Regions from separate parts of the Mus musculus genome. Here region 2 is linked to region 1. The links are chromatin contacts, called in public promoter capture Hi-C maps. All regions are on one chromosome and are shown on one strand. Each heading gives the region's core, a stretch centred on a gene start, on an enhancer-like site or on the middle of the called end of the contact. The rest is flanking DNA. Distances are from core to core; before and after follow the strand shown. Region 1 holds the start of Sall1 (spalt like transcription factor 1). Region 2 holds the start of Irx3os (a long non-coding RNA gene).

Region 1 (7,135 bases), core at 725-3,224:
GAAAGTAAGCGGCTAGCACCCCAGGAGCGCGCAAATCCATCTTTGCCGAGAGATCTCTTTAAATATTCAGTGAGAAATAATGGCATTTGAAACACCACCTATGGAAACATTATTATCTTCATTCTTCAACATCAGAGCCACTGATAGCTTCGTTTGTCTTTTTATCAAAATCTACAGTACCCAACAGAACCTGGAGAGAAGGGAAGAGCGAGATGCGGGAGAGAGCCGGAGACCAGGGAGACGCGCGAGGGGTGGGAGAGCAAGGACAAAATAAAAAAAAAAAGAGAGAGAGGAAGGATGGACGGGGAGAAGGAAAGAAGGCAGAAGTTAAACCAAGAAGTATAAAGTCAGCAGACATAAAAAGATACTTTCAACTAGCACACAAAAGATTAGGGGAAAAAGAACCGTGGAAAGGGGCTAAAAGCCATTTAAGAGAGTGCGACATGGGTCCTGAGTTCCAAGGCTCTGCTGTGAAGGCTAGTGCCCACTTCGCGCGAGCCGACTGTGTCACGATCCAGACTCAAAGGCGCTCCAGAATTGGGGCGTCCTTATGAGCCCTCTCCTCTCCTGATCGCGAGATAGGGCAAGGATTGTGTATCTGCACCCCTCCCCCGCCTCCACCCCCATTACTCAGCCGAAGTTTAGTTAGTTTAGTCCTTCGGGTGCAGGACTTCGGGAACCTCGGCGAGCGGAAACCCCGAGGCAGGAGGAGGTCTAAACTAAGCCGAGGACCAAGCCTCAGGTTCGCAGGCGCCCAAACCCGGAAGAGGGAGTACAGGGCCCGGATCCCTGGGTCCCGTGAGCGGGTAAGAGAGGCTGGCTCCCAGCTCTGGGAGAGAAACAGAGAGAGATGGAGAGAAAAGTTTGGGCGCCGCACGTAGCAAGTGTCGGAAAAGTGAAGGCGAGTCACGGCGTAGCTAGCAGGGCAACGAACAGGACCCCCCCTCCATGCTCACTCACTCCGGGTAGCCACCTCGTCTGCGACGAGGTGGCGGCCTCCACCCCTAGGACACGGAGCACTAGGGTCCAGGGTAGAGGCGGTGCCTAGGGTCTGGCTCCAGCAGCACCACCCAGGCCAGGGGAGCGCTGCTTAGCACAGAATTAGCTGCGCCCCTCCCCTCCCTCCCGCAGAAGCTGAACTCGGAGCTCAGGCAGGTCCTTGCTCTCCACCCGCCCGGAGCTTGGCGGCGCCACGGTGGCCGCCGCCTCCCCGCGGAGTGACGCGCCCTGCAGCCAACCGGGGCGGCCGGGGGGAGGTTCGGGAGGGGGTCCTGGGCGGAGCCGAGCCGCCCCCTTATCCCACGGGCTCGGGGCGCTTCTCCCGAAAACTTCAGCCCTAATTGTCCCGGGAATGTCCAAGGTAGAGAAAGGGAGCTAAGGAGCCAGCAAGAGGCTGGAGGGTCGCCGCTCCCAGGCAGGGAGAGGATGGGGTGGCGAGAAAACTGCCCCTCCCCCCAAGCCCCAAACCCATCACGTCCCCAAACCTTTCCTGGGTCCTCTTCTCCGCACCCCCGCGAGCCCGGGATCCTGAGAGTGGAGAACTCTGGGCGAAGGATCTCCGAGCCAGGCGGCGGGCAGGCGGGAGGGAGGCCCGGCAGCGAGCGGGAGGCGGACTGGCGTGGGGCTGGCTCTTCCCCACTCGCTTTTTTTTTTTTATGAGAGTGGGGGTGGGCTGCTTTCTGGTAGCTCTTAAAGAAAATGAAGGAACACTCACGAAATGGGGCGCCCTCTCCTACCCCGTCCCGCCACGGGACTCCCTCCCCCTCGCGGGCCAGTACGCAGCGCGGGAGTTAGGAAGTTCGCCGCTCGCCCGCAGCCTGGGTCCCCAGCCCCCGCCGCCAGCCCCACCCCCACGCGGCCCTGCTCCGCTAGGCTCCCGGGCGAGCATGCTAATTCGGGTCGGCCCAGCCCGGGATGGAGGGCGGGGGAGGGGGGAGGGGAACGAGCGGGGGGCGCCGGCCGGGGCGCTGGGCGCGCAGTGGCGAGGAGGCAGGCCCCCGGCGGCCGGGCCGCGGAGTCCCCGGCGGTCGCCAAGAGGGTTAACCAAGAGTCGGGCGGCGCGGCGCGCAGAGCCAGCCCCGCGGCCGGCTTATTGGGCCAGCGCGCGGAGAGACAGGGGTCTGCAGCAAATCACGAACTAATTGATTAAGGCGAGCGGGTTTGAATAGCGCTGGCCCGGTGCCAATCGCCTTTCAAAGAGCCCCTCTATGATTAATCGCAATGCATTATTGATAATCATAATTATAGCAGGACACATGCGCGCTGTGCCCGGGGCCGGGGAGCCGGGGAGGGGGCGGGCGGGCCGGCGGGCGGGGGGAGCCGCCGCCGCCGCCGCTCGATTTCCGTAATTTTGAGAAGATTTTTTTTTAGTAATTTTTTATTCTGCCCCAGCTGATGTTTGAGCCAGCATGTCGCGGAGGAAGCAAGCGAAGCCTCAACATTTCCAATCCGACCCCGAAGTGGCCTCGCTCCCCCGGCGAGATGGTGAGTGCTCCGGCCGGCGCCGCGGACACACAGACACGCACTCACACGCACACTCGGACCCACGCACACGCGGCGGGCCCCGCGCCCACCGCCGCTTTCGCCTTCTGCACTCGGCGCGTCTGATTTTATTTCATGCTTCCTCGATTTCAATTTGCCGGGCCAGGCTTCCCCTGTCCCGGGAGAGCCAGCCTATCCCGGCTGGAGCTTTCCGGAGTTCCGTGTCCTCGACTGGGCGGAGTAGGGTCGACTGGCCGGCTCGCTCCTCCGCCCAGAGGGTCGGAGAAGCCGCGGCCACGACCCTGCCGCCCCGAGGGGCGATCTCTCGGGCAGAGGCCATCTGGAGCTGCCCACGCGAGCTCTCTCCCGCTCCCCGCGCGCCACCCGGGTCCCCGGGCTGGGCCTCTGTCGCCTGGGCCTCACCGCCCAGCCCTGCGGCCAACGTTAAAGAAGTTTACTTCGTCCGGGTGGCTGAACGCCGAGCGCGTGGGGAGCTCTCCGTACCCACCCCCCCCCCAAACTCTCGTTCCCACTTGGCTAGCGGGCGAAACATGGTACCTTTGGGGGTTCCGAGCCGTGAGAACTGGGGGTTGGGGTGGAGGAGCGACATCCTGGGGTCGCGGCCGAGTGCTGCCGGTCGCTCTGGAGACTGACTTAGGGACAGGGAAGTGTCGCTTGGTCCGGCTTCCCAAGTTTGTTCTCCTGTCGTTTCTTTCCACACTTGCACCCATAACCCGTCAAAGTCGGGCTTGGATGTGTGCACCCCACGTATTATGGAGTCCCATCCTTCGGGACCCGTTCTGGTAAGGGTCATTAGACACTTTCTTGGGTCCCGGGTATTAGCCCGCCAGACCCCTGGAGCCAGCCGAGCAATGAAGGCAGGGTTCCGAAAGGACTGAATGAGTAGGGAAAAGTTTGTGTGCGGGAACTGTGGCCTAGAATGGGAGAGACCCGCGCAGGGAACTGGGGTCACTGAGGGAAGACCCCCTCCGACCCCAGCTTGACCTGAACTGTTCTAGGGCAGAGTTTCCGAGCTCCCAGGCCAGAGGCTACGCTCGGTTCCGGGGTCACCGGACTTTGTGCCTGACTCTCCGCTGCGTCGGTTGGAGAGTGACCAGACCCGAGGCTCGGCGGCCCCGGCTGCCCTTCGGGAATCCTCGATCCCGGGCGTGGAGGAAGGAGCTGCACCCCAGCAGAGCTCGGAAGCGTGACCTGAGATCCGCACCTCTGGCCACTACGCTCTGCGGGCGCTGGAGCCCCACATCGCAGGCTCCGTCCCCAGAGGCCTGGCTCTGAGCGGCTCTGGGTGCGGGTACGCGCAGGCAGAGCCAGAGCGACAAGGGATCGACAGCTTACTTCCTCCTCGCTGTTGGGAGAGGGCAATCCTGGCGTGAGACACCTGGACATTTTTTCAGGCGATCTGAGAGCCATTAAGGCAACTGTTTTGCCCAGCACCTTTGGAAGCTCGAAGCCTCACCAGTGTGATTCTCTGAGTCCTCTGGAAGGATCCCTTGAAACACACCCAGTTTCCCACCCCAAAAGAACCGGTTTGAGGGTAAAACCAGATGAAATTAGCCAAGGCCGCAGCAACCACTCGGACTATTTTTGTGGGGTTTCTCAGCTAGTTTCTTAGGCTTTCTGCCGCCCCCACAACAATCTTTCCTAAAGTGAGGCCTTTGCACCGGGATGCTGTTAAAACTTAACAATTTGCATACGGGGGTGGGGGTGGGAGAAAAACAACCTGGGGAAAGAGAGGTGTTTTTTGGTTTTTGTTTTTTAAATTTATACTGGTTGTTTGTATTTTCCACGCAAAGAATTTCAAAACTAACAACCACCACCTCGAGCTTGGGAAGAAAAGACCCTTGCTAGTTCTTCGCTTTGAGTCTAGAGCTGGAATTTTTAATAGTTAAGGCTTCTCATAAAGCGATAGCATTAAAGGAGTTCACTGCCTCTTACTATTATTATTTATTAGTACAATTTTTTTTTTAGTTTATTTGAGCTGTGAGGTAAGTTAATTAAGGAACTGAATCAAGTTTCCTTTCTTTCTTTTCCTTCTTTTTTTTCACTTAATTTCTCCTTTTTTCTTCCTAAAAGCTGGTTCATTGTGATTAAAGCAGTGATTATCCCGAACACCCTAGGAAACACCCCTCCCAGGCCAGCTCCTTACTCCCTCCTTTTCTTCAGTAGTAATAGTTTTAGGTTATGACTGTTTTTACATGGCTGAACAATAAGTTTGGGAGAAGTTGACTAGAGGGCAGGTTTTGTAATAGGGTTACAGGATTTAGTGTGCTGTAATAGTACTCTACACAAGCAGCCCTCCCCAGCAGCTGACAGTCAGGAGGGCCCGCCATACCCCGAATCTTTTCATTTGGGAATAGTTGTGAGAGACATACAGAGGAAAGTGCATGACACAGCTCACGTTTGCTTTTAAAAGTCGACTCTTCTGCAACGAGTCCAGCCATCTCCATCCATTTCCCTACCCAGAACAGAACATGTGCCTGAGGAGCCGCTGCTGTTGGGCGTTTGGTGGGTTTTTTTGTTTTTGTTTTTGTTTTTGTTTTTGTTTTTTTTTACTTTGGAAGGCAACCCCTTACTCAGATGCCAGCTTTACACTTTCTCTTGTCTCAAGAGGGTCTTACTACACACAGCATATGAAATATCAGGCATTACCAAAGTAGATCTTGTTTAGACCCTTCTCCCTCCCGTGTTGTCCCCCAGACTGTCTGACTTCTACACAGAGGAAAACCTTAGAAAAGTTTTCAGAGCCACAGTGGCCCTGAAGCAGCCACTCTAATTCTATGTTCTGTGGCCCCATCCTGTAGTATGTGTCGTGTTTGAGTTTTACAAAGAAAGCTACGCCTTGCTAAGCACCAGTCCCAACACCACCATTCAATTTAAAAAAAAATGATTATTTAGTTGATCTTAGAAGTTAATCTTAGAACCTTGATAGTTTATTCTACTTGAGTATTCCTATAAGGTATTTTTCTGTTCCTTATGAAAACTGGGATTGTGGTGAGTAGGGTTCATCTCTTAAAAGATATTCAACAAGTCTCCAGTTACTTGTAGAGAGATAAGTAGCCTTGGAAGAATTATTTACCATGATGGATAAATCCTGGAAAAGGGAATGTGCAAATCTAATGATTTAATTTGTGGTTACTTTTCTTTGAGTTTGGATTTCCAGGTGCGTGCCTGTGTGTGTGTGTGTGTGTGTATCTGTGTGTGTGTGTCTGTGTGTGTGTGTCTGTGTGTGTGTCTGTGTGTGTGTTGAGTTTTTTGGTTGGGTTGGTTCACTCCATTTGGTGGTGATGGTTTCAAGATTCCTGCAGCTTCTAACAGGCCCCATTCCGACTCCATTCGTTTAACAATTTTGCTGCTCAGCTTTTTAAAGGAAAGGATAATGTTGGAAGAAACTTAGAACATCGGGAATTACAGAGAAAGCATTGACTCTCCTAAGGAATACCTGAAAACCCCTTCTTACTCATATTAATAAAGAAATTCTATTATTTACCAAAGTAATTTACTCATTGTAAGCAGCTTAATGGCCACACATTGATTTCTGGGCCCAAAAGGTTAGAGAAAACTATAATGAATTCTCTTATAAAACAAAAACAAACAAATAAACAAAAAAAAAAAACAAGAAAAGAACCCTGACACCTGCAAGATAAGGCAGTTGGAAAGAATTCATGTTTCATCAAGCCTATTTTTAAGTTTGGCATAATAGAAGATTCTAGATGAGAAAATGTGAACTGTTTTTTGGTCTTGTTTTGTTTTGTTGCGATTTGCTTCAGGCTGCAAATACTTTCTAAATGTTAAAAAACAAGCACCCGGGAAAGCCTGCTGAGGCAGGAGATAAACTGGGAAGGTAGCTTTTCGGCATTGAGCAATTGTTGGTGTATTTTACATCCAATTTCTGCTATGGCTCAGGGCACAAGTACCAAATTATAGGGTGCTGTTTGGGAAACCGTTTCTTTTCTCTAAGGTTGGAGACTTCTAGTTGTCTTTTTACCAACAATATCCTTCAGAAGGCAAAAGCCCACATTTTTCTGGTAGCGAATCTGGAGGGCGATGGGAGGAGGGAATTCAGGCAGGTTCCGGGTTTCAAAACTTAGCCAAGCTCACTCAGTGTGAAGTAACCAGAAAAAAATCGAAATTCTTCTGCAGCTTAAATGTGTTTTTTTCCAACACAGTCCCTAGTGCAGAAAACCTGTGTTCTAAAATATTCTTTGAGGAGAGAAAGATAATATTAACCTGAGGCTTGACACTCCTCCCCCAAGAAGGAAAAAAAGTTGGTGTGCCAGGCTTTAGAAAACCTGGACGTGTAGAGCTGTTTTAACCTTTGCCAGCCTCCTCCCATGCAGAGGTGACAAGGTCCAGATCATAATGTGTCCTTCAGTGTCTTCCCGGTGACCCCCAATTTGAGTCTTGCTAGTCACTTAGCAGGAACTTGGTAGTTTATTTTAGTTTCTCCTTATCAGCTTGGCTTCTTTTCCTAACCTTATTCCCCCGCCACCCCCAGATGCCAGACCCCCAAAGGGGAAGATTGACAGGTAGTTCCCACGGCTCAGCTTCACCCTCCAACAACAGGGATTTAGTTTCTTGTGACTTTGCCAATGTTTGTGTAGTCAGTGTTTAGATCTCGCCTTAAGGAGTCTCT
Region 2 (6,891 bases), core at 2,399-4,898, 2.8 Mb before region 1:
AAATGTCCTGAGGTGAGCTGTGGTGAGGTTTGACTGCTAAATAGGGGTTCCGGGGCTCTGAGCTCCCAGCAAGTGTAACATGGCTTCCTTCCCAGTCCCAGGCAGAGCCTGGCCTGCTTCAACAGAATTTCACCCTTCTGCAGGCCCTGGGTCCCTTCACCTGAACTTGGCTGGCCTCGGGGAAGAGCTGCCTCTGTTGGATAACTGGGGGGAGGGGTGTTCAACCTTATCCCCGCTGAGGGCCAACTGGCCAGAGTTCAACCTGGCGGGGCAAACGATGTCCACCCGCCCGCCGGATGGCGTAGGGCCGTGTTTCATCCTAAAGGATCACTCAAGTTGCAAACAATGTGTAGCCATTAGAGAACAGACTCTCCTTCCCAGAACTCTAAAATAGCGGGGAAGGGTTTTCAGGCCGGGACCAGGGACGCTACAACCGGGCGGGCAAGCGAGGCTGGCTTCCCTTCTCCAAGGTTTAACCCGGGTAGTGACGCCTTTCTGGAAGCCAGAGCAGGCGGAGGGAGAGCAGGGCGCTCCTAGAGGTCACGTCCTTGTCCCCCCGTGGGTCACTATGGCCACCAGGCCCAGTCCCCACTACCGAGCTCTCTTGGGTCCACACCAACCTTGCCCACTCCGCACCGCAGAGGGAGTCGCATCATTTCCATGCAACAATGCAAACGCGCTCATTACCATATTCTCAATATGCATGAAGAAAATGTGCGGCGTTGGCCGAGCCCCATTGCCCTGCTTTGGCCTCCGCATCCAATAAGGCGACATATTCATCTCCCAAGATGGATGAGGAGGGAGGGGATGCCCGAGAAGCAGATCCACGGGCGGGGGAGGGGACAGACTGTAGAGGAAAGGAAAAGAGAAGAAACCAGCAAAGGAGAGCCTGGGGTAGATCAAGATTGAAATAGGGCAGATGGGGTAAGAGAGGGAGGGAGAAAAGGAAGAAGATGAAACTGAGGAGGGGGGGGGCAGAGACACGGAAGGGAGAGGCAAAAAAGAATGAGCTTTAAGAAAACGGTCCAGGAAAATAAAAATAAAAGGATCGAACAACACACTTGGACTCAAAGAAAGAGAAAAATACATCCCCGGAAATCAAACATACAGAAAGTGTGAGAAATAGACAGGACGGAAAAGAAAGAAAAAAAAAAAGATCAGCGAAAAAGCTCAGCGCAGGTGGAAAGTGGATGTTTTTGCAGAGAGAAAGAGAAACAAAACCACTGGTGCACAGGGCCACGGTTTTCCTTCCATGCTGAGATTCCGGGAGCTGCGTAGAGCTGGCCACTCGAAGGCCAGTGGCAGGGGCCCTGGTCCGGGAGGTGCAGGCAGAGATGGGCACGCTGGAGAGCCTCGCGCTCCTTCTGGGGCCGCAGGGCCAGTTCGGCGGTGTACAAATCCGGCCTGGGGCCCACGCTGCTGCCGCCGCAGCCTTTCTGACCGGCGGCCTCTCTTAACTCCGAGAAAGAAGTTTGCAAAGTTTGCCTCAAAGTTTCCCGTAGCGCCTCTGGACCAGGGACAGCCTCCCGGGCCCTGACGGCTTACAGGGCTCAGCCAGCGTTGCACGGCAGACGTGCCGGCGCCCGGCCCGCGCCTCCTGGGATGCTCCGAGGCCGGATTCACAGTCAAATGTGAATTCCTCCCGGTGCTACGCCAGGCCATGCATCTGCAAGTCCGTGTGGCTGCTAATAGCGGAGAGAGAGAATGAGAAAGCCAGAGAGGGGGAGAGAGAGAAAAGGAAAAAAATATTCTCAGCTCAATTTAAGTCTCATGGAAAGGGCTTACAACTGTAATTAAATCATTAAATTCTTGTCTACGCTTCACAGAGCGGAGAGAAATTAACTTCCCACCAACCTCATTTTCTATTTGAACATGAAATAATGATTTTCTGCCCGTCTAATTACAAAGCCAACATCTGATCAAGCCAGCATCCAGAGGGGATTATCGCATGCGCGAGTATTAGACCTCATTACCAGCTTGAGTGCAAAATTATTACATCTTGTAATTGGATGGTGAGATTTATATACAGATCGGCCCGGTTTCTGTAAGATTGTAATTACAAGCTTCGTTGGTTAGCTACTTATCAGAACTTTGCAGGAAAACAAAACAAATGACTGAGGAAAACGAGCGTTTCATTAACCTGTAACCCCAGCTGGGGGGGGGGGGAGCGTACGCAGCAGCCTCTGCAAGAAGCTGAAGGATAGCCAGCCCGCACCGCCTCTGGGGGACTCTGAGCCTTGGGAGGAAAGGAGTGAACTCTGTCCGAGCTGGGAGACACAGCTGCAGAAGCTCCCAACGACGGGGGGCACGGGCACATCGGGGAGCTGGACCAGGGGAGGGAAGAGATGGGGGCTGGTGGTTCGGAGTGTCCGACCCCGAAGCTGGTGGGCCTCTGGCTACACATAGGGCACCCCTTGTAGTTGTCCTCCAGCGCGCACAGCTTCGTGCGCCACGTGTCCTCGGCGTACACCTTTTCTGTATGCTCCTGGCGCCCTGATCCCAGACCACAGAGCGTCCGCGGCGAGCGCTTTGTGCACTGTGCCTGTTGGGAGAAAGAGGGGGTGAGGGAGAAGCTCCTGCTGGTCTCCTGCTGTTGCGCTCAGGTCTTTCCCCAATCAACTCCCGATGCACCTGCTTCTCCTCACTCTCTGTGCGAATCTGTCTGTCTGACCTAATCTCCTGGATTAAAAATCCCATGAAAAGCTTCAGCTCTCCGCGGACTCGCGAGTTTAGTCTAAGAGCTGAGTTCCACTGGCCTGGTCTTGTTGAGGAATCAGAGCCATGCAGTGACTCCAGTCGCTTGGGATACTGGGTCCCGGCGTGGGTTGCTGATTTCAGGGCCAGACCAAAGCTCTTCCCAGTTGGTCACGGGGTAACTGGTAGCTGTTTCTACTCCAGGCCTGGGATGCCTGGAGGAATCTAATTAAGCGAGGTTCTTAGGTTCATGCCTGGGTCTAGAGGTTCACCCTCTGGGCCAGGGGCGGCCCCGTGGCCGGCGTGAGTCCTTCCTGAGAACAGCCTGGCTCTTCCGGTGTTCTTTCTCTCAGCCCATCATCGCAATCGGACACAACCAGGTCGATAGCTGGTTAATGCAGTAAGGAAGGAAGGAGCATCTCAGAGGCTCTTGTGTGGTGTTGTTGTGTGGTGTTGCGTTTTGTTTTTCTTTCCCTTCTGAAAAACAAAACAAAACAAACAAACAAACAAAAAGGAATGAAATACTCGTGGTTTTGCCCAGACATGTACAGCGAAACCCCTTCGCCCACCTTGCAATCTGGCTCTGTCGCCCATTGGTCTGGTCCAGTTCTGTGTAGGTAGGTCGTCCCGGCTGTCTTAAAAGACTCACCATCCTATACACAGGAAAGATCCTGGAAAATAATGTCACCTCTATTCTACAACCCTAAGACCTTTGCTTGAGCAGGTGAGCCCTGGCTTCCTGTGACAGGTTTAACCAGAAACGGAATCAGGCTGCGGGGAAGCCATTCGAAGGCCTGAGCTGATCCTACTATGCCTCCTCTGTCCAGGCTCACCTTAAAGCCAACCTCCAGCACCAGGCAAGGAGACCAGGAGACCACAGAGAAGCTGCACAGATTCAATTTAGGAAGACCCCACATGCTGACATCGAACCCTAGACTTGGTAGCTCCCCAAACTTCTGTTTGTGTTTCTCCCACTAATTTTCTGAGTTAGTACCTCCTGGAGCCTAAGGTCAGTGGAATGCAGCCAGAGGTGGGACATGGGGGTCAAAACTGGAGGCCAGGGCCAGGGAGAAAGAAATCCATTCCCTAACTGTATTCACACTAGAGCCCGGCCAGCCCGGGACCCTTAGATTCCTCCAAGCTGGCGAGTTCCGGTTTGATTCTTAGTTCAGTCGGAGGCCCTTGGGGTGGTTTTTCTGCCTCTAAGCTAGGGCTCTTCACTCTACTGAAGAATCGCAGCCGGGGAGTTGTTCAGTCCGCAGGCCCACAGCAGGCCTGGCCCGCGCGTGGGTCGCCGCTACAGCCTTATCTGGGAGCTCCAGCTATCCCGGGAATTTCAGTATGACTTTCCACTGCACACACTAATCCGTGACGGTGGGCACTTGGACACTCACATTTCAAGTTAGATTTAGGAAATATCCTACCATAAAACCAAAGTCTTGCTCCCCGCCCCCACAATGCACACTCTCTACGGCTCTGGGGGAATTCTCGCCAAAAGAAAAACGCTGGGTCTGGGGACCAGAGAGCGGAAAGGGGAGGGGGATAGTGAAATGAATGGTCGCAATTAAAAAAAAAAAAATCACACCAACATAGAAACTTCTCGGAAGAGCTTTCGGAAAGTTCCCAGAGCCTAGGCTCTAAGTTTCTCTGCTCCTCCCCCACTCCATAGCCAGGAGCTCCACCAACTCCTTGCTTGTTCCACCAGACCACCTAGGCGCCAAACTCACTATTTCTTGTGAGGATTCTCAACAAGGTACCCTGGAGGTGTAAATGTAGCAAACTGCGGGGTTCCCCCGCCCTCCCCCCACCCAGCACAGAATAGGTCTTTTAAAGCTCGGAGAGGCAGCACTCCCAACTCCCAGGCAGCACGTTCACTCTTTTAGCTGCAGGCTTAGGCTTTGGAGAACGACCTAGGGACCAGAGCTGAAAAGTGCAAAGGGAGCCACGGGGGGGGGGGGGGGAGGGCGGGAAGCCCCGGAAGCCTGCCTTGGTCCAGGGTCCTGTCCCAACCCGGAACTACAGCTTCGAAGGGGGCTGAGAATTGAGGAGTTGGAAGACCTGAGGGGCTAGGTGACCCTGTACTAAGCCGCCACTCGTGGTCTCGGCTCTCCCCTCCGAGTGCGGGCAGGAGGGGGCGGGAAGAGACTGAGTCCAGTCCCGCCCCGCCCCGCCCGGCGCTCTGTACTCGCGGGGGAGGGCCGCCTCGCCCAGAAGGCTCCCGGGTGATTGGCGACTCCAGGAGGAGACGCAGGGAAAAGTCGAATAAGAGGGCGCGACGTCAGACTCGAGATTTGGGGAAGGGTGAAGGAGGGGGTGGAAGGGCGGGGACGGACACACAGACACTGACGCGGACACACACCCCCCGCACAGCGTTCTAAGTGTCTTCAACTTTAAGCCGCCTTAGCTCAGGGTGCGGAGACCGGGGAAGAGGGGAAGAGAGAACGAGAGAGTAAAGAGATTTAAAAGAGAGGAGTCAGACTAGGAAAAGTGAAGAGAGCAGAAAGGTGAGCAAAAGCAACCGTGAGAAACAGAAAGAGCAAAAAGAACCGCAGTTTCCCAGCGTCCAGGACTGCGAAGGAGCCTCGGGAGCGGAAGCGGCCAGGGGTGGGGTGAGGGGGGACGCAGCGAGGGGAGGGGAGAGGACAGGACAGGAGGAGAGTGTAAACTAGAGGAGGGCGAAGGAAGCGAGGCGCGACACAGCTCCCGGAGAGGAGGGCAGAACTGAGCGCCTAGCGCAGAGCGGCTCGCCCGGCCTAGAGGAGGGAGTGCTGCGCAGAGAGGAGGGGCTTGAGGCCCCGTAGAAATGTCAATCAGAGCCCGGAGCCCAGGGAATCTCGGCCAATCTGTTCGGACCTGACCTGACTCCTCGCTGCCGCCGCTGCCGCCGCCGCCGCCCGCCGCGGAGCAGATCAATAGGCGAACGCGGAGCGCGACGCAGCGCGGCCCGGGCTCGGCCCAGCCCCCGATGCGCTCCGGAGCCGGGGTCCGGAGCTGAGCACGGCGGCTCGGGGGTCCGGGCCCCCAGTCCGTAGGTGCGCCGCGGGCCACCATGTCCTTCCCCCAGCTCGGATACCAGTACATCCGCCCTCTCTACCCACCCGAACGCCCGGGAGCTGCGGGCGGCGGTGGAGGCGGCAGTAGCGCTGGGGGCCGGAGCGGTCCCGGCGCCGGAGCCTCCGAGTTGGCCGCCTCTGGGTCCCTATCCAATGTGCTTTCATCAGTGTACGGGGCACCCTACGCCGCTGCCGCAGCTGCCGCCGCCGCCGCTCAGGGTTACGGCGCCTTCCTGCCCTACGCCACGGAGCTGCCCATCTTCCCACAGCTGGTAAGAGCCAGAGAAACCCGGGAGAGAGGGGTTGGAGTTGGGGTGTGGGGCAAGGTGAGCGTGCAGAAGAAAGCTGGGGTCCCGGCGGGAGGATAAAGGTGGGGACGGCAGGAGCTCACTCGCGCTCCCTGCGCGCGTGTCCCCTTCCTTTTCCATGTGCGTACAGGGCGCTCAGTATGAGCTGAAGGACAGCCCTGGCGTCCAGCATCCGGCCACGGCCGCCGCGTTCCCGCACCCGCACCCCGCCTTCTACCCCTATGGCCAGTACCAGTTCGGGGACCCGTCCCGTCCCAAGAACGCCACCCGGGAAAGCACGAGCACGCTCAAGGCCTGGCTCAACGAGCACCGCAAGAACCCGTACCCCACCAAGGGCGAGAAGATCATGTTGGCCATCATCACCAAGATGACCCTCACCCAGGTGTCCACCTGGTTCGCCAACGCGCGCCGGCGCCTCAAGAAGGAGAACAAGATGACGTGGGCTCCCCGTAGTCGCACGGACGAGGAGGGCAATGCTTATGGGAGCGAGCGGGAGGAGGAGGACGAAGAGGAAGACGAGGAAGAGAGCAAACGCGAGCTGGAGATGGAGGAGGAGGAGCTCGCAGGAGAGGAGGAGGACACGGGGGGCGAGGGGCTGGCCGACGACGACGAGGATGAGGAGATCGATTTGGAAAACTTAGACAGCGCGGCAGCCGGGTCGGAGCTGACCCTGGCTGGGGCGGCGCACAGGAACGGCGACTTCGGCCTGGGACCCATTTCGGACTGCAAAACTAGCGACTCGGACGACAGCTCCGAAGGCTTGGAGGACCGACCACTGTCGGTCCTGAGCCTGGCCCCACCGCCACCGCCCGTGGCCAGGGCTCCTGCATCTCCAC

The links. Promoter capture Hi-C pulls out the DNA fragments that hold promoters and counts their contacts.
Region 2: a promoter capture Hi-C map of hippocampal neurons shows a contact between it and region 1, with 13 times the contacts expected there. The contact joins the promoter of Irx3os here to the promoter of Sall1 in region 1. A contact is called at or near these places in 1 of 39 promoter capture datasets (hippocampal neurons), 4 of 484 Hi-C or Micro-C datasets (B cells, cortical neurons and embryonic stem cells) and 1 of 9 other capture datasets (liver).

The regions. Positions count from the first base shown.
Region 1 is chr8:89,037,701-89,044,835 of GRCm38.p6, reverse strand. It overlaps Sall1 (spalt like transcription factor 1), which reads left to right and starts at 1,974. Exons shown (of 3, transcript NM_001371070.1): 1 at 1,974-2,484. The coding sequence starts at 2,409. It overlaps Gm3134 (predicted gene 3134), which reads right to left and starts at 3,593. Exons shown (of 3, transcript NR_166639.1): 1 at 3,040-3,593.
Region 2 is chr8:91,800,093-91,806,983 of GRCm38.p6, reverse strand. Irx3os (a long non-coding RNA gene) reads right to left here and starts at 3,648. Exons shown (of 4, transcript XR_003947581.1): 1 at 3,264-3,648; 2 at 2,141-3,171; 3 at 621-1,685. It overlaps Irx3 (Iroquois related homeobox 3), which reads left to right and starts at 5,330. Exons shown (of 4, transcript NM_008393.3): 1 at 5,330-6,019; 2 at 6,186-6,891. The coding sequence starts at 5,744.